2 separate regions of the Sus scrofa genome follow, and region 1 is linked to region 2. The links are chromatin contacts, called in public Hi-C maps. All regions are on one chromosome and are shown on one strand. The core of a region is the stretch at or near the end of the contact, and the rest is flanking DNA. Distances in the headings are between cores, read along the strand shown.

The links. A called contact is a pair of places that touch in the nucleus more often than the background predicts.
Region 1: a Hi-C map of liver shows a contact between it and region 2, with 2.7 times the contacts expected there. The contact joins two enhancer-like sites. A contact is called at or near these places in 1 of 5 promoter capture datasets (liver) and 8 of 47 Hi-C or Micro-C datasets (embryonic fibroblasts, epiblast stem cells, liver and 2 more).

What each region holds. Positions count from the first base shown.
Region 1 is chr15:100,976,179-100,982,645 of Sscrofa11.1, reverse strand. It overlaps ANKRD44 (serine/threonine-protein phosphatase 6 regulatory ankyrin repeat subunit B), which reads left to right. Exons shown (of 28, transcript XM_021076238.1): 10 at 833-947. Among named protein-coding and RNA genes, the nearest start is that of PGAP1, 160 kb to the right of the region's middle. Within about 2 kb of position 2,610, at least 3 of the 83 cell types and tissues checked have an H3K27ac peak or open chromatin away from gene starts, as enhancers often do. A contact at or near this core is called in liver, where this site is marked.
Region 2 is chr15:100,895,144-100,900,983 of Sscrofa11.1, reverse strand. ANKRD44 (serine/threonine-protein phosphatase 6 regulatory ankyrin repeat subunit B) reads left to right here. Exons shown (of 28, transcript XM_021076238.1): 18 at 2,306-2,507. Among named protein-coding and RNA genes, the nearest start is that of PGAP1, 77 kb to the right of the region's middle. Within about 2 kb of position 1,618, at least 7 of the 83 cell types and tissues checked have an H3K27ac peak or open chromatin away from gene starts, as enhancers often do. A contact at or near this core is called in liver, where this site is marked.

The sequences.
Region 1 (6,467 bases), core at 1,361-3,860, 81 kb before region 2:
GTGAAAGGAAACTAAAGAGACATGACAACCAATTCTTGGGTATAATGATGGGATTGTGGTTATGTGGGAGAATGTCTTTTGATTGGGGGTGAAATGTCTTGATGTTTCTAAATGCTGTTTCTAAATGTTTAGAAATGTTCTTATTTCTAAATATTTCTTCAAATAAATGAATAAATAGATGAATTGTGTTTTATATATATTTTATGATATATATACATATAACTGTCATATATATGAAAAGGGGAAAGAAAGAAATGTAGTGGAATAAAATGTTAGGGAAGAAGGCAAAATAAAATGAGACTAAAATAACATGAACATTAATGTAATGGTTTTAATAAGTATATTTGCAGCCTCTAGCTTATATTTTTACTAATTTTAGTCATCATATTTTAAACTAGATAATCAAACTACATTAAGTCTTTTTCTGAACTCTCTATTCCTTTCGGTTCTTATGCTTTTGTATAAGGTTTACATAGGTCTTTAATTCAGCAAGTAAAATTAAAATTGGATGTGTCTTCAGAGTTACATTTTGTGGAATTTGATTGCATTGTTTATTCAGAGAGGGAATCCAGTTGTCAGATTTTAGATCCTCAAATAAGACAATGTGGAAAAAAATTAATAAGCATTTCTAGTAGACTTTCCTCTATGCAGATTTAATAATACCACTACTCGAGATGGTGACTTGTCCCCTGAGAAAGCATTCTTATCCTTGAGAGCAGAGATGCACAGAGTAGACACGAAATCAACATTTGGTTAACGTGACCAGCATAAAATGTGGTATGTGAGTCAACTTGAATCCTTATGTTGTTCTGTATTAAAATGTCTTTTTCAGGAGGTGAAATTGACTGTGTGGATAAGGATGGCAACACTCCTCTCCATGTGGCTGCAAGATACGGTCATGAGCTTTTGATTAACACCTTAATAACCAGTGGAGCTGACACAGCCAAGTAGGTTACTGCAAAAATACGGTGGAATAATTGCCACACATGGGCGTCCTGCCACGGGGATTCTGGCATGTGGTAGATAGTTCCCATTTATCTGGGTTAGGGTAGACTGTACCATTGTGCTAAACACAAATTAAATTTGATCTAAATTAAGTGACTTTTAATGACACTTGCAAGGAAGAACCAATTTTATTTTTTAGCTACATCAGAAAGAAGTCTATTCTAGTGGTTTTAATTAAGGAAATTTGAACTTTATTCCTAACTCTGCCTTTTTAATATTCTTTTTCCCCCAATTTTCAGTGTTAGTTAAGCAGGAAGAATAAAGCATAATTGGGCAAACTCAAATTTATTGAGGGTGTTGTTTTGCATATTAATGACCCGTATTAACGGTATGGTTATAGAATGCAATTGAATAAATCTGCTACGTTGGGAAGGGGGACCTGACTTCATTTTGTACTTCAATTCAACAAGAGTATTTAAAACATCTATATGAGTCTGTCGCAATGCTGGGTGCTATGGGAAATGTCGGAAGTTACCTGGTTGGTATCCTCCCGGAGCTCATAATTTTGTTGGAAGCCCAAGGCCCCACTAAAACAAAGAACCGTGCAAGATAGTATTTAATGAAGTTCAAAATGAAACAGGACTTTAATGGCAAAATGTTTGGTGTAAGCTATACGAACCATAGCGTGTAGATAGGAAGAGGAGAGCTCAAGGGTGGCCACAGTTTTCAAGGAGAAGGTGAGTTTTAGGTAGGCTTTGGAGGATGGAATTATGAGTAGAGCAGTGAGTGGCAGGAAGAGATAAGGCTCTGGGAAAAGCTTAGCCTGGCAGGGTAGAGGGTGTGTGATGGTGTGTGCTCTGCCCAGAGGCAGTATTATATCACGGTTGGGAGCCCAGGCTTTCCTGGGCACCAGCTGGGCTCCAATCCAAGCTGCCTCACTTGTGAGCTGTGTGACCTTCAGCCTGTTGCTCAATCTCTGTGCTTTGATTTCCTCATTTGAAAAATCAGAGTAATAGTAGTACCTCCTATAAGTTTGTGATGAAGATTAAAGGACTTAATTATTAGTAAAGCTTTCTGGTATATGTTAAGATCTGTGTGATTGTGAGTTATATAAATACATCTGCTAAGGTTATTCAACATGATAATCCCTATTAAAAGCTTTTGGGGAGTTCCCGTCATGGGTCAGTAGTAATGAACCTGATTAGTATCCGCGAGGACATGGGTTTGATCCCTGGCCTCTCTCTGTGGGTTATGGATCTGGTGTTGCCGGGAGCTGTGGTGTAGGTCGCAGACGTGGCTTGGATCCCACATTGCCGTGGCTGTGGCGTAGGCCGGTAGCTGCAGCCCCAATTCGACCCCTAGCCTGGGAATTTCCATATGCTGCGGGTTCAGCCCTAAAAAAAAACTCTTTGAACAGTGCCTGGCACATAGTAAACAATCAATAAATGTTGACTATTAATTTATTGCTCAGTAACATGTAGTATAGTCAAATTAAAGAGGGTCTTAAATGCTTCAATAAAGAGTTTGGCCTTGACCATAGAAACTGGGGATAATAACTGAATCTTTAGGAAAGGAAAACTACAAAGGCAGGGTTATATTAGGAATTGTAATTTATTTGTCAAGTGTTGTGCAATAGAATCAAAAATCTTGGCAGAGAATGAACCAGAATTGAAATGGTCCAGGGCATGGTGCATTCTGGTGGCCCTCCGGGCTCCCGGGCTGGTGGTGGAGATGAGATCAAGAGCAAATGACTGCAGCGTCATGAGGTGTGTTATGATGGAGGTTTGGACCAGGGAAACACTGAAGAGATGACATTTCAGCAAAAGAAGGATGGGTAGGAGTTTGCCACATGGCAAACTGAATTGTGTGAGATAAAAAAGATAGAGGGGGAAGCAGGGAAGCACATTCCAGGAAGAGGGAACAGTATTTACAAAGGCACAAATATGTGACCATATCCAAAAGCAGATTCCCAAGCCTGGACTACCTGATCTAGGGGGAGTGGAATGAGATGAGGTGGAAAGGCAGGAAGAGCCACACTACAAAGGATCACAATTGTCTTGCTAAGGAGTTGGGTTCCATGCTGAGGCATTCAGAAGCTGTTAAGGAATTATAATTGTATTGGGGAAATAACTATTTTAAAAATAGTAATAATTTTTAAAAAATGAAAGAAAAAAAAAAAGAATTGTAAGTGGGTGTAGGGTAGCTTGTGTCCGATGATCCCATTTGTGTGTGAGAAAGATTGCTCTAATTGCAATCCAGACAGATTGGAGGTGGTCCAGACTAGAAGCACTGGGCAGCCTCTTGCAAATGTCCAGAGAAGAAAAGATGCGGGCTCAGGCTAAGGACAAAACTGAGGGCGGTCAGAGGAGAGGTACACTGACGAACAGCAAGAACACTGGGTTGTCTCAGAAGAGAAAGGGATCTGCTTTAAGTCAAAGGGCCTTTTTGATTGGGAGGTTGCAGATCAAAAGAAGCAGCTCAATTTCCTGGCGAGAACAGCGTGCTAGGATCAGAAGGCTTTGACCAGATTCTAGAGTTCCCAAGCAGGTCATGGCTACCCAAAGGCAGGGATCCTAAATGTGTCAGTTAAGCAGAAGTAAATGATTTGGGCACAAACCAACTTCACTTGTGATGTGTTAATATTTTCAGTGGTGTTTTCTTTAACTTGTTAGCCAAAGAACCATGAATTTCTGATTTTCTTTCAGATTTGAACCGTTTGAGAGATAAACTGGCCAAATGTTTACTTAAAATTTGCCAAAAAAACTCAATAAGCACAAAGCCTCTTTCCTTGTAATTATTTTACCTTCATTTTATGCAAACACATACTATGTGGCAAAAGTGCCTTAGGAATGACATTATTATTCAAGTAGCCTTTCCTTCCATTGACCGTGCTGTGTCCTGAGGACATTGATGAGGGAAACGCTGTTCCAGCTCCAAGAGCCATATGCTTTCTTCTGTCTCAGCATATTTGGGGATAAGACCTGCTCCCTTCAGTAACAGTGGTTCATTGAGGGTAGCAATGGTGTGTGTATCTGTGTGTGTCTGAGTATATATATATAGTGGTGGTGGGGGAACCATCTAAGGAGAAAATACCAAAATGAGGAGAAGGGAAATTCTCTGACGGCCTAACGGGTTGAAGCTCCTGCATTCTCACCACCGTGTTGGCTTTGGTTGCTGCTGTGTGGTGTAGGTTCGATCCCTGGCCCAGGATTTCCCACATACTGCCTGTGTGGCAAAACAAACAAACAGAGAACCTGAAATAAATATTGCAAATCTCATTTAAAACAAAAAACATGGAGTTCCCATCGTGGCTCAGCAGAAACAAATCCAACTAGGAACCATGAGGTTGCAGGTTTGATCCCTGGCCTCCCTCAGTGGGTTAAGAATCTGGCATTGCTCTGAGTTGTGGTGTAGGTCGCAGACGCAGCTTGGACCTGATGTGGCTGTGGCTGTGGCATAGGCCAGAAGCTGTAACTCCAATTGGACCCCTAGCCTGGGAACCTCCATATGCCGTGGAGGTAAAAAGCAAAAAAACAAAAAACAAAAAACCCAAACAAATGAACAAGAAACAAACAAAGGGAGGAGGAGGAGAGTTGCAGAAGATAAAATTTGCTAAAGCTCCTCCCCACAAAGATCACTGTGCTCTGGTCTCCTTGTAGAGTTAGAAAGGGTAGCTCATTAAAGAGGAGAAAAACAGGCCTTTCTTTCTGTAAATAAGTAAACAAGGAGCATTTATGAAAATCACTTACCTTCATAAACAAAATGGCCAGTGTATTTTTAAAGATCTCTTTATGGCAAGTGTTATGGTCATTACTTTCTGATGAATTTAACTGCATCTTATTCTTAGGCCTTGACTGAATGTTTTTGGTTATTCTTTTTGCTTCTCTGAACTTTCGGTCAGAGCAGTTTCTGCAACGTGACTCAGTGCTCAGGCACCTTTGCCTGGTGTCAAAGCCCTTGGGTGTTTTTGCTTCTTTAACTTTGTTAGGTTTGGGGCGCTTGTCTCTAGGATTTGAATTTGTCTTTTACCAGTTATGCTCTCACTGCTTTTTCTACCTCAGTTGCAGCAGATTTAGTAGTAGTTTTGCAGGTTCTGACATTCTTATATTCACTAAATATCTGTTGATTGCTTGTTAGGTGTCATCTACTGTGCTGGATTATAGGGTGGCAAGGAATTTATGGTTTCTAGGGGTGGGCTTGAGAATTGAACAAGCAGTAACAACCGTGCATGCCTATTGTGATGCCAGAACAATTGCTGGGTGCCACTGGGATACAGGAGAACATATCTGGACCATAGCAGGGCCAGCGAGGCTTCCAGAAAGAGGGATGGTTAAACAGTAGCACAAGTAGCAGTTAAATTAGTTACGGCATTGAAAGTCTTTCAGATCCCAAGAATCAACTTAAATTATTTTTATTATAATGTTATTTGAATATGTATAACCTTAAGACTAGATAGAAACTCCTTAGGCTTCTGACTCTAATATAGCAATAAGTCCAAAAAAATTACAAAATACATGCAAATATAAACCAGCAACATTCGCATTAACTGTACCAGACAACAATAATAGCAAACATTTGGAATTCTCGTCATGGCTCAGCAGTTAATGAACCCGGCTACTATCCCTGAGGACACCAGTTCAATCCCTGGCCTCCATCAGTGGGTTAGGGATCTGGCATTGCCACGAGCTGTGGTTTAGGTTGCAGACAAGACTCGAATCCCATGTTGCTTTGGCTGTGGCATAGGCCGGCAGCTGTAGCTCTGATTGGACCCCTAGCCTGAGAACCTCCATATGCTGTGGGTGCAGCCCTAAAAAAAAAAAAAGTCGCAGCAAACATTCATGAGCACTTATGTGCCCTAGGCCGTGCTCTGAGGGGCTGCTTTTTTTTTTTTTTTTTTTTTTTTTTTTTTGCTTTTTAGAGCCACACCTGCAGCATGTGGAGGTTCCTAGACCAGGGGTTGAATCAGAGCTATAGCTGCTGTCCTACCCCGCAGTCACAGCAATGCGGGATCCAAGCCACATCTGCAACCTACACCACAGCTCACAGCAATGCTGGGTCCTTAACCCACTGAGCGAGGTCAGGGATCAAACCCACAACCTCATGGTTCCTAATCAGATTCATTTCCACTGTGCCACGATGGGAACTCCCTCTGAGGGGCTGCATCTAACTGTCACAACAACCCCATGGGATAAGTGCCAGGATTATGCCTCATTTACAGGTAAAGTAAATGAGGCACAGAGAGGGTCATTTTCCTACTGGAGATCACAGAGCTGGTGGGTGGAAATAGGACTGCGTCCTCAACTGTCTGCATCTGGAGCTTCAGCTCTTAGGCAGGAGACTTGCTCCTTCTTTATATAATAGATGGTGTGATAGTTCACATTTTGCATGGGTGATGGCTAGGTGCTGAGTCTTTAGAGTTCAGTACACACTCGGGGAGCAGAGGTTTTGCAGTGACTGAAACAAGGTGGTTTGACAGTTGAACCGTCACACTGCACAGAGACCTTTATTCAAATGGCTGCCAA
Region 2 (5,840 bases), core at 369-2,868:
AATATCAATAGGCAGTTGCATATACAAGTCCTACAGAGTAAATGAAGTTAGAACTGGGATATAAATTTAGGATTCATCAGCATGTGAGTTAATATACTACACATATAATATATATGTTTACTATGTAGCATAATAACCATAATCATTCACAAAAATAATGTAATGAGAAAGTTTTAGAAACAATTCCTGTCAGTAGCCTTAAATCTCATGGGTGCTTTTAATCTAGTTTTTGTTGTTGTGGTAGTTTACATGTACTTGGGAAAAACACTCAAATGATTTTTTAAAAGAGAAGGTGAAATAAGTCCATGCAATTATTCCTTTGTATCTGTCCAAAATTTTCTGCAAATATAGATATACACATAGAGATGTGTATATCTGGATGTATTTGCTTTTTATGAAATTGTTATATGTGTATTTGCCACTTAGTTTTTTTTTAAATTTTTGATAGATTTTGTCAGATCACCCTCCACAAATGTCACACCAATCTATACTCCCACCAAGAGAACATAGATTGCTTTTATTCCACCATGTCTTAACAAATACTAGACATGCCCAAACTTAATCATTGCCATTTGGTCGTTAAAAAATAGTACCCTAAAAAGTTACCTAATGTTTTTATATGTTTATTGACCTTTTCTATTTCTTTTTCTGTGAGCTGTCTTTTCAGTGTTTTTTTACACGTTTTCCTAGTTTTTAAAATGGTTTGTATAAACTCTCTGTGTATGAAGGAAATGAGTCTCTTGTCTGTGCTAAGCCTTTTTTCACATAAATCGTGCCTTGAGGAATTGCTGCAGCAGAAAAACAGAAAGCAAAGGAGACATGAGAGGCTGCTTGTGCTTGTGGCTGCTGAAGGCTCTGGGACAGGCTTTTCCTTTGTCTCCCTCTGTACTTCGTTCCACCAACACCCATCCTAATCCCTTCTCTCTCTTTTATTTCAATGTCCTTTGCCCTGTGTGTGCATGAACATTTTTTTACCTTATAGCCTTAATAAAAATCATCTTTCAGACTTTTTAGTTTTATGGCTTAGTAGCATGAAGCCTCCTTATTTTATTTATTTTTTTTATTTTTATTTTTTTGTCTTTTTGCCATTTCTTGGGCCGCTCCTGTGGCATATGGAGGTTCCCAGGCTAGGGGTCAAATCAGAGCTGTAGCTGCCAGCCTACGCCAGAGCCACAGCAACGCGGGATCTGAGCCGCATCTGTGACCTACACCACAGCTCACGGCAATGCCAGATCAGCAACACTGGATGGTTAACCCATTGAGCAAGACCAGGGATCGAACCCGCAACCTCATGGTTCCTAGTCGGATTCGTTAACCACTGCGCCACGACGGGAACTCCAATTTTAAACAGCATAGAATCTCACGATACGTTTGAACATGGCACTGATATTTGGAATAGTCTTCCCATAATCGTTCGTACATTTTCGTTATAATCAATGGAAGAAACAAAGCAGAGAGAGGAAGCATCAGCTATATATTTGATACTGTGCAAAACCATGCAGTTTTATCTCTTCTCATCTTCCTGGGAAGGCAGCTTTTATTGCTCTCATTTTGTAGATGAGGAAACAAATGCTAAGTGAAATTAAGAAACTTACCCCGATCACATGGTTGAAATTAAAATGTTGACTGTAACAGAAGGTCAGTATGCTTCTGCTGAGTTACAAAGTCCACAGTGCTTTTAGCGATTTTTTTTTTCCCCTCAAGGTTTAACAGAAAACTCTCCGGAAAAAAAATATTCTGATTGTGTCAGTATTTAGGTCTGAACTGGTAGATAAAAGAATTAATTCACTTAGCTGTTCGTCTGTATTAGATTGGTAGCTATAAATACAAGAATGTATTAATACGTTTAGTAACTTTAGAGCAAACTGTTTGACAAAAGCGAAAGAACCTAAAGAAATTCATATGTAACAGGACTGTGCATTAAAATTTTCCTAACTCTGGTTTCACCTATGCTTCAATAATTATCCCAAGCCTCTCTCTGATGTGCTCCTTGAAATTTTTTTTTCCTTTTTATGGCTGCACCTGTGGTGTATGGAAGTTCCTGGGCTAGGAGTCAAATAGGAGCTGCAGCTGTTGGCCTACACCACAGCCTCAGCAATGCCAGATCCAAGCTGCAGCTTGTGGCAATGGCAGATCCTCAACCCACTGAGTGAGGCCAAGGATCAAACCCGCATCCTTATGGACACTATGTCGAGTTATTCACCTGCTGAGCCACAACGGGAACTCCTGATGTGCTCTTTGGAGTGGTCTGTCTGTGACCTGGGAGACTGAGCATGCATTTGAGTTGTTGGTTTCTTCTTTGCAGGCCTACAATGGGCACCACCAGGCCTTGGAAGTCCTTCTGCAGTCGCTGGTGGACCTGGACATCAGGGATGAGAAAGGCCGCACGGCTCTGGACCTGGCTGCCTTTAAGGGACACACAGAATGTGTGGAAGCACTTATCAATCAGGGTGCATCCATCTTTGTGAAAGACAATGTAACCAAAAGAACCCCACTTCATGCCTCAGGTAGGTCTTGTCAGGAGTCTGATTACCCTAGTTTTGAAACACACTTATGCATTTGAGTAAAAGGATGGCAGCATCTTCTTTCATCCCAGGTTTTAAAATATCTGTTTTCTTTCTATGTCAGACATGCCTGCACTCTTCCAAAACGCTTTTGGCTTACTCTCCACTTGGGGATGATTAATGTTCTATGTCCAGGGATGCTCTGGCCTTCTTCTTTAGAGACTGTATTTTTAGAGCAGTTTTAGGTTCACATGAAAATGGAGAAGAAAGTACAAGCATTTTCCACATAGTCCCCATCTCCCGCACATGCATAGCCTCCCCCATTATCAACACCCCTCACCAGAGTGGTGCATTTATTACAATGGATGAACCTGCACTGACACATCATAATCATCCGAGCCCATGGTTTACATTAGGGTCCACTCTTGGTGTCATACATTATACAGATGTATAATGACATGTATCCATCATTCTGCCCTAAAAATCCCCTATGCTGCATCTGACTTTCATCTTCAAAAGTGAGTTCAGAATCTTTGGCCAACGACAGTCACAAAACTTTCTGAAAGGGGGGGGCAAAGGTGTATTGTGATCTTTAGATAAGGTACCTAGAACAAAAATCACACAGCATTTTGAAGAATAAAGCTAGTGGTATTTCAGAGCTGCTTCATAAGAGGAGTCATCAGACAGCAGTCTACTCCGTTTGTCCTTCTGCCAGCCTAAATGAGACTTCTTCCCTTTTGCTCTGATTCTTGATGCATCAGGTGTACAAATAGAGACTCTTAAAGAATGCATGTATTGATAAAAAAGTAATTTGCTTTCTCTGGGATTTTTCTTCCATAAACATAAATTAGAACTGTGTTCAGACACTTCTAGACATAAACACAGATGTAAAGGTAATGGGGAAACTTTTATGATTCTTGAAAAAAATTTTGAAAATCTTGTATTTGAGAAAATGTTAAATCTTATAGAAGTATTGCCATCCAGATCCCTGAATTTCCAAACCACTAAAGAAAAAAAAAATGGAGACTGAAAAAGTGTTGCCTAATTATCTGGAAATGATTGTTGTCAGAGAAAACTTTAGCCATGAGGTCAGCAATGGTTGGTATGGTTAAATGATAAATTCTTATTTCCCAACACATTTAGTCTTTTTGGTATTTTTGTTATTTATAAGTATTATTGTAAAGTTTAGTGTTCTAGGCATTCTTGGTATTATCAGAAAGCTTACATTTAGTTCTTCTATTTATTTATTTATTTTTATTTTATTTTTTAGGGCTGCACTCATGGCATGTGTAAGTTCCCAGGCTAGGGGTCCAATTGGAGCTGCAGCTCCCAGCCTACACCACAGCCACAGCAACGCAAGATTTGAGCCGCATCTTCCACCTACACCACAGCTCATGGCAACTGAGTGGGGTCAGGGATCGAACCCGTGTCCTCATGGATACTAGTCAGGTTTGTTACCACTAAGCCACAAAGGGAAATCCTAGCTCCTTTTTAAATATCAGTTGCCCATTTTTAAGGCAAGCATCCTGCTTTAGTTTACCATGTACTTCCTGATAATTACAAAGGGGCTTTTTTGATTGTGGAAAATCACCCTCCTGGACAGATAAACAATGAAGAATAATCACTGTCCCTCATTTGCTGCTGTCATATGGGTTGTGGTCCATTGGAGCCCCCTAGTGGTCAAGAAGACTCACTCCTTTTGGATTTCCCTTGTCATTCATTAAAAAGATGCAGGTTTGTCATTTGACTCTCTTCACCACAAAATGTCTGCTGTGCAGAAGCGTTTAGCCTGTGCTTTGAGAATCTGCTTTTCCAGAATCTTTTCCAACTCATTTGAGAGGCCAGTTTTTTTTTTGTTTCAAATCCCAAGAGTGCCATGAGGAGCAGGAGCCAGGATGGATTTTAAAGGTTTTGGCATGCATATTTGTAATGACAGCTGTCGTCTTTGAGCAGCATGAAAGATGGCTGTCACTCATAGTCAGGGAGAGGCTGAGCTAGTCTTGAGACAAAGCTGGACTTGGCAGGGCACAGCTAAAGGCGATGTCAGCATCTTCGCTAGAAGGCAATTGTGGAAGACATAGTGTGTGGGAAGCCAACGAGAATCCTAATGTAGCTACACTTTTACAATAAGGGGGAGTTATAGTTACCTGAGGGCTATTAGCTAAATCTAAAGAGCTACCCACCTCCTATACCACCACTTCCCCTCCCCCTGCAAAAAATAAAAAAAAAGAAAAGAAAAGAAAAAAAAAAAAAGCACTACTATAGAAATTGATTTGCTCTCCAGCATACTGGGTGAGTGATATGAACATAGATGATTTTCTCTCTCTTTTTCTGTTTAGGCAAAATGAGAAATCCTTAAACTATCATGTTTATGCATATTTAAAGAATATCAAATTTTGTAGAAAGAGGAATCCATTAAAACACGCTGCCCTCCATTTCATGAGTATTATAAAACTGCACCACCTGTAGTATTTCGCCATCAATCCCCTGCTAATTATTGCCTTTTAAGCCTACATTAAACCCCTTGCATATTTCACCAGTGGTAACCGATCTAGTGTAATTTTTAAAGCACAAAAGCAAAACAATGGCACCACCAATATTTCTACAAAATTTCCTCCTGAGATACATCAATGGAATGTTCCTGAGATTGAGCTGAACGCAGTGGTCTGCAAAATGTGGGTTTTATTCCTGTAGTTAATTTGAGTGGTGTCAACGAATGTGATTTCAACTCTAATACATATTGTCCCTGAAAAATGTGTCATTGTTAAATTAGCATTCTCTCATGACTGGCATGCAATAAAAAGGGCTGTAAAACACAGCTCTTAGAGGAGGCTTTTTCAGCCTAACATAGCTGCTTCTATTCCCTTCTCTCTCCACATCCATAATGAGGTTAATGCAATGTGCTTTATGGTGTTCTCATTGTTCAGAGAGGAGAGAAGGTCATGTGTGGAATTTTAAACATATTTGTTTGCATCCTACTCCCTAAGCAGAAAGCCATATCTTTTGTACGGTTGTGGGTTCCATTCAATAAGCTGGAGGAAAGTACCTTATCCTGGGGGATTATCATCTCCCCCGCCCCCGAGGCTGCTTTCTCACTCTGCAGCTCCTAATAGAAGCATCTTGCCTGGGGTGAGTCCATAGGTTCCGTCCCAGCCAGGCAGCCAGGCAGAGGTGGGCAGGGTGAGGGCCTGAGGAGCCCCTGTCAGAGTCTGGCTGGGAAGGGAAGGGGAGGAGACAGAGGCCGCAGAGGGTGGGAGGCCACCGGAGTGCCCCTTGAGATGCTGGAAGGCAGAGAAACTAGGATTTGAGGGACTCAGACAGTGGAGTCCTCCAGCC